2 separate regions of the Mus musculus genome follow, and region 2 is linked to region 1. Evidence: chromatin contacts called from public HiChIP or PLAC-seq data. All regions are on one chromosome and are shown on one strand. The core of a region is the stretch at or near the end of the contact, and the rest is flanking DNA. Distances in the headings are between cores, read along the strand shown.

What was found. HiChIP or PLAC-seq counts read pairs in DNA pulled down with a chosen protein or histone mark.
Region 2: a contact with region 1 is called in an H3K27ac HiChIP or PLAC-seq map of trophoblast stem cells, with 8 times the contacts expected there. The contact joins two enhancer-like sites. A contact is called at or near these places in 8 of 39 promoter capture datasets (the C10 cell line, the HPC-7 cell line, HPC-7-derived erythroid cells and 6 more), 1 of 15 datasets of contacts at CTCF or cohesin (the NIH/3T3 cell line), 1 of 115 datasets of contacts at active chromatin or transcription factors (trophoblast stem cells) and 4 of 9 other capture datasets (adipose tissue, embryonic stem cells, liver and 1 more).

The regions. Positions count from the first base shown.
Region 1 is chr19:30,217,623-30,221,061 of GRCm38.p6, forward strand. No RefSeq gene overlaps it. Among named protein-coding and RNA genes, the nearest start is that of Mbl2, 14 kb to the right of the region's middle. Within about 2 kb of position 1,824, at least 7 of the 459 cell types and tissues checked have an H3K27ac peak or open chromatin away from gene starts, as enhancers often do. A contact at or near this core is called in trophoblast stem cells, where this site is marked.
Region 2 is chr19:30,573,478-30,576,916 of GRCm38.p6, forward strand. All of the region lies in intron 16 of Prkg1 (protein kinase, cGMP-dependent, type I), which reads right to left. Among named protein-coding and RNA genes, the nearest start is that of Dkk1, 26 kb to the left of the region's middle. Within about 2 kb of position 1,889, at least 2 of the 459 cell types and tissues checked have an H3K27ac peak or open chromatin away from gene starts, as enhancers often do. A contact at or near this core is called in trophoblast stem cells, where this site is marked.

The DNA.
Region 1 (3,439 bases), core at 574-3,073:
CTTGTGAGGATAAAAATCTTTTCTTTCTACTGTTCTATGGGTCCCAAAACAAAGGAATCAACAGGGAACACGGGTATTTCTTGATCAGTCCACTTGGGCACTTCCATGTGTCATCTACCTTCCATCGCAAGGAGCGATCTTTTTTGACTTACAAGGGTGTATATACTTTTCTCGGGAGCAGGGGGAATAATCATTCCTCTAGTTGCTGAATGCTCTCTTTAAGCCGACTTTTCAGGCAAACAATGGAGACTAATGTGAAAGCTCTTTTCTGTATCATAATTCCTCAGGTTATAATAGATTCAACTTATAACCCCGGAGAGGCTGAGGAGATGACTCAGCTTGTAAATGCTTTCCTCACAAGCACTAGGAGATGAGTGAAGATGCCCACACCTCACGCCCCCCCCCCCTGCAGACCCAGACAGGTATGGAAGCATGGGTCTGTAATCCAGGTGATGCTCGGATGGGAGATGGACGGGTGGACGGGCAGCCGCCTGGTAACATCTCCTTGCCAGCTAGCCTGGCCTTTATGGTGGTATGTCCAGGCCAGTGAGAGAGCCTGTCTCCAGTCAAAGATGGAAAACCCAGAGTTATCTTCTGCCCTCCGCAGGTGAGCCATGAGTATGTGTGCCTCCCACACGAGTGCACACATACACACACATGCGCATATAATAAACAAATACTTATAGGTAGAAAAGTAGATCTGTGATCCCTGCTACCACAAAGGCGGATGAGCAGAGAGAGGAACTACGGCTTTACATTGCTGTTTATTCAGAGAGCCTGCTTTTACATATCATCGCTAGCCAGGGGAAATGCCCACAGGTCCTTGTCCCAGTCATTCTCCTCTGTCAAGTTGGCAATTAACACTCATTACGGTTGCTTTGCTAAGGTATATGTCACTGGGTTGTGTTTGAAGTACTAACTTATTCCATCGATCAGTCCTGCTGTCTGCCTTTCTCTGCCTAAAAAACTTCTTGTTGCAGTAGACAGTGGTTAGTGCGGAGACGGCTAACAGGTCCCGATGCTGGGAGCAAGAGGCTCGAGTAGCTGTGGGGAGCGTGGGGGGTGGGGCGAGCGGGGAAGGCGGGTGGTCAGCCACTCTAGAATTTCTTGTCTTGCTGGTCAGGTGGTGGTCAGCCACATTTCTGAGATGTCTCATATCCGAGCATCTCTTACATCTCTTATCATTATCCCTTGCATGGCTCAGACACCCCCTCAAATGACAAGTGGGGTTAGCTTCGGCAGTTATCAACCTTGTGCCTCTACAGAGGACTCTGGGCTGTGGCCCAGGGGCTGGGCTCAGGACAAACCCTGGTGGCATAGACAGGTTAAACTGATAATAATATGTATATTGTAGGTGTCTTTTTAATAATATGGAATACAAGTGTGTCTTTATATTAGAGAATATTGAAGTGCCCCTGTTTACCACTCCTATTCCCTATCAGAATGATCAGAGGAGAAAGCCGGCTATTCATAGAAATTCATTGCTTTCTGTTCCTGATCCTGGCTGTGATGTAGCCAGTGGCTTCAACTTCCTGCTGCCTTGAATTCCCTGCCATGTTGAATCACACCCATACACTGTAAGTACAAGTAGACACCCCACTCCCTCGTTACTTTAAAGCACATGGATTTTATTCATTCTCTCTGCTTGTGTGGGAATGTGCAGCCAAAGGTGTGTGGAGGTCAGAGGATAGCCCTCAGAGTGTTTTTCTCCTGCTACCATGTGGGTCACAGGGACTAAACCCTGATAGTTATGCTTGGTGGCAGGCACTGTTATGCACTGAGTTATCTTGCCAGCCCTTAGGTGACTTTTGTCAGGATATTTTATTACCGTGCACACCACACCCACTCCAGTGAAGTCTACGTGATAGGTCTAAAGGCTTGGACACAGTCCTGAGGCAAAGAGTTTCACAGAAAATCAGTCTCCTGGAACCTTGGCTCGAATGCTCCAAACCTGTCCCTGCGTTAGTTGGTGTATGGATCTCTGTGCTTTCTTTCAGTATTGTTTTATTATAGGTGCCTCCAAGAAATGATTTTACTAATACCTAAATCAGGTTGACCTCTACTGTCTGGCCTTCACCAATGTCCTAGGCAGTCCTTGAGCTGACCCTGGGCTTGGAATTTCATAAGAATGTCATTCATCCAGAGGAAATGCCCCCGTGTTGACAGTTAGCAATCAGGCATCTCAGTTTGCCAGATAGGAGTTAGAAATCTCAGGGCAGCCGGGTGTCATGGTGCACCCCTTTAATCCCAGCAATCGAGAGGCAGAGGCAGGCGGATTTCTGAGTTCGAGGCCAGCCTGGTCTACAAAGTGAGTTCCAGGCCAGCCAAGGCTACACAGAGAAACCCTGTCTGGGGGGTGGGGGGGAGGGGAGGGGGAAGAAATCTCAGGGCAAGCTTAGCAAAGTAAACTTAGAATTCTCATTACAGACATGAATGGCTGCCTACATTACATAATAATAGAAAGAAGGTGGGTTGTGGTTTTAGGAGAAACTGAAGTATTGTATTATTCATGAAAGGGTTAGTAGAACTGAACTCCCCTGGTGCATGTTTTTCACTTGGCTCAGAGGACTAGCATAATTAGGTATTTACTAAGGGACCCCTAGTGGTGGGTTTAACAATAGACTAGCATTGCATCAGACCATTCACCTGGCTCCTGTGTTTAGCTGATCTTAGATAGGGCTGTTCCTTTCTCAGTTGCAAACACTGCCTGGCTCCTCTCAGCTTTTTAGGTATGCATTTTCTTTGTTTTGTGTAAAGAACCATTATGCATCTCATGTACCTTGACTGTTGTATTCTTCTAGCTTTCTTTTTTTTCCTTCTGTATTATAAGTCTGGTGCTCCCTTTGAGAAATTACATTCAGATACAACTCTCCCTTTTATTCGCGTCTGTTTGTCACCTTTTCACTGACTCCTGCCCACCTGTACTGGGACTCTGATTCTCCCATGAATTGAGGGGCTGACTGAGGTCAGCCTGCGGCACGTTTAGGAAAAGACACAGAGAAACCTCCCTATCCGCCAACTCTTACATCCTTTCCTCTTCCTCGTCTGTGATGTTTCCTGGGACTTTGAGAAGGGTGTTGCAAATGTCCTATTTGGGATTTGGCACTTGGGAGTCTCAGCATTTTGAGTTATGAGTTTCATCATAAACAACTACACACTCTAAGAAAAGGTTTAGTAAGGCAGGTGGAATGAGCAATACTTTAAGGATACTAACCTAAGTATTTAGAAGGCAATTTGGTAATACATACACACTTAGCAAAACAACAGTTGTAAGGCATTGTCCACCATGCGTCATCTTGACCGTGCTCTGACACAAGTAGTGGGTTTCTGTGTGGCTTTTTCATACACCCTTAGTGTTGGTTAGTTGTTCCCATACTTCCTCCTCCTCCTCCTCTTCCTCCTCTTCCACCTCTTCCTCCTCCTCTTCCTTCTCCTCCAC
Region 2 (3,439 bases), core at 639-3,138, 360 kb after region 1:
GGTTATTTGGTTCTCTGGAGTCTAACTTCTTGATTTCTTTGTATATATTGGATATTAGCCCTATATCAGATGTGGGATTGGTAAAGACCTTTTCCTGATCTGTTGGCTGCCATTTTGATCTGAAACTCCAGGTAACTCCCCCACACCCATTCTGCCTCAGTTACTGCCCATCAGTCACCCACACAACACACTACTTCTAAACCACATGGATTGGATGAACAACTCCAAGGATATCCCCACACCAATTCAGCTTGCCTTTCCAGTTGCTAGGTACCCACTGTGGTCCTGCTCCCATAAACATAGCATAGAGTCTGACCTGGAACTTCAGTGAGGACCTCTAAGCCCAGTCTATGATCCCAATTCTATCAGCGACTCTACACCCTACTCCTATGCTCCCGCCTCTCCACCTGGTACCACATCAAGTCTAATATAGTGCTCCCAGTAGGAATTCTGTACCCATTTAGCCTGCTTGGCTTTATAAGCCATCTCACTTACAGAGTCACCCAGCATAAGTCTGACCTGGAACACCAGGGCGGTTCCTCAGATCGTCTGTGCCCACTCAATTATCAGCCACCCTACCTGCCACATCACCTGCCACAGCTTAGACAATAACCCAGAACTCCAGACAGAATTCCCAGACCTGGTCCATCCACCTGCCTGCATATTAGTCACTCTACCCAGTTCCCTAAGTGGAAACTGATCTGGAACTCCAGGTAGGTTGCTAAGAATCCTTCCATTGTCCTACTTACCGGCTGAATTCTGAACTACCTGGATCTGGCAGGGGACAATAGGCAGGTCTTATGAGACCTTTTCTGCCTATACTGCTGTCCACCAGCCTTTCTATTCTCTGCATTAAGTGGAATACAACCCATACATTCATGTAGCTTCCCCTAGACCCATTCTGCCTATGTGTCTGCCTATCAGTCACCTTTCCCATCACTCCATCCTGGCATCATATGGAATCCAACCAGGAATTTCTTGTATGTTCCCCAAACCCATTCCCATCCCCCACTTGCCTACCAGCCACCCTATGCACTGCATCCAGTGTGACTTTGTACTCTATTACATCCCATAGTGCATCTTTTTACCGCATGCTACCCTACACATACACTGCTACCATACAGTATACAGTTGGATCTGAACTCCAGGTAGGTCCCCCAAACCCAAACTTCTCAACTACCTGCTTATTGCACGCATTGCTCTTCTCCAGCACAGTATAGAGTTTGACCTGGAACTCCAGGTAGAAACTCCCTAAGACAGTCTTGCTCTCTACCTTCCAAGGCACCCGGGGTTCATAAGGTCTTGTGCCTCTAACTCCAGATAAGGATACCCAGCCTGGCTTCCACTCCACCCACCTCCATCTGAGGATGGTGTGGTGTCCTATATTCTATCCCTACAGAGCATTGCCCACTCTCACTGTGATCCCAGCTCCTCCAACCCAAGGAACACCCATAGAAACCAAGGAGGGCTCCACAGCTCAAGACTGACAGAGAGATTCTCCCAGGGCCCAGAGACCCACAAGTAGTATCTTATTTGCTGAGTTAGGGTTACTTCTGAAACCCCATCTACATATCAACACAGAGTGGCCCAAAGACTGAACACCAAGGACCATTCAGCTGATCCATAACCTAGAACGTTAGGGTACAATGAACAAAACATTCAGGAAATCTGAGACACTATAAAAAGACCAAAGACACAAATTATAACTATAGGTGAAAAACCTAGGTCAAAGGCACAGAATAGATTTTCGATAAAATTGTAGAAGAAAAATCCCCAAATCTAAAGGAAGAGATGCTCATTAAACTGCAGGAGGTACAAAGAGCAGCAAATAGGCAGGGCCAGAAAAGAAACTCCTGAAAAAAAAACCACATAATCAGAGCTGTAGATGTTTTAATTAACAGGACAAAGAAAGTGGCAGACAGAAAGAACGAGTCATTCCTAAGAACAGGTCCATCAGAATAGCACTTGCCTTCTCCAGAGAGACTTCCAAAGCCAGAGGGTCTAGAATGATGTTCTACAAGTGCTAAAAGACCACAGACAGCAGCCTAAACTACCCCTATCTTACCAAGGAATTGTGGGCTTTCAGCTCCTATGATGGCTGTCTTTGAAGAGGGAAATTGCTCAAGGTTTCTTAGTAAATGTCCCCACTCAGAAGCCTGCAGTGAACATTGAAGTGTTCCAGAAAACTCTGGACATGTAAACTTTTTCAATATTCCTTTCAGCGTTGGGGTTTTGTTCTTTGCCTTAGGCAGTAATTTCTGATCACTTACTAAGTAGACTTGCGTGGTATTTATAAGGATGACCCTAAGCCACAGCCCTGGGAATTACCAATTTAGAAAAGCCCTGTGTCTTCTATGTAGCAGAGTAAGATACAGCATTGTGACTCCTTACTTAAAAGCTAGGTAAGGGACAACCCCAGACACACAGCTTACTTTAGCAGCTAGACTCTATAATGTGCACATAGCTAAGACACTCACAACCTGTAGTAGCCATGGCAATGCTGGCGGGTAAGCAAAAATCACTCGGATAAACCCGTCCCAGAACCAAATGAAAGTCCATCTTACACCAAAGCAGAGAAGGCATAGGTCACAGACTGACTGAAAATGACTGGTGAACTTAAGGCAACATAAAACTCTTGATTTAAACAGATCAGCCGAATATCATGTAGGGACTTCATGACTCATTCCTCCTGGGAAGGAAAGCATTAACCGTTCTAGTCGTTTATGTCTTTTGGGGTTAAAGGATCATAAAGTCTACAATTCAAATAGTCACAACGTCCTGTCTGCTTTGTCTTCATAATTACCCAGGAGGCAGAACTAAGCACCTTTCCCCAAGTCATTATAAAAGGTCGGCACATTCTGAGGAGATTGACCACGAGATTTTACCCAAGTGCCTCCCTGTCAGGAATATAAATATCTCCCTGTGCGCTGACAATCTCAGGGTGGAGAGAGATCCAACTGCACACAGACTGAGAGAACCCACATGCTATATTGTATAATAAAAATTGTCCCTGCTGAGACTCGCCGGTCTCAGTGATAACATGGTACTTAAACCTGTAAATTCTGAAAAGCTTTGACATCATCTTCAAGGAATAGACAAGTAAAGCATTGTAGTATCGCAACTTCCTAAACGCAGGGACAAGCCCTACTTTACAAATTTACATGTTTGGCATTGTGTCAAATTAGGCACAATTAGAAAATATACTCAGTGGCCACAACCTCAGTATGGTTTTTTCTTTCTTTTTTTCTTTTCTTTTTTAAATTTGTTCTACCACTGGATGTCTTCTTGGAATTGTTCTTTTTATGTTTTGCCACATTCTCAATATACAACTCCTGGTAAGTTTTTATGTCAGCCCGAAGGCTCTCAAGTTTGGAAGTCAAAAAGTATCCATGAGGAGTTAGAGGCGGTAAACAGAGGGTGGCTATGATCAATGATCATA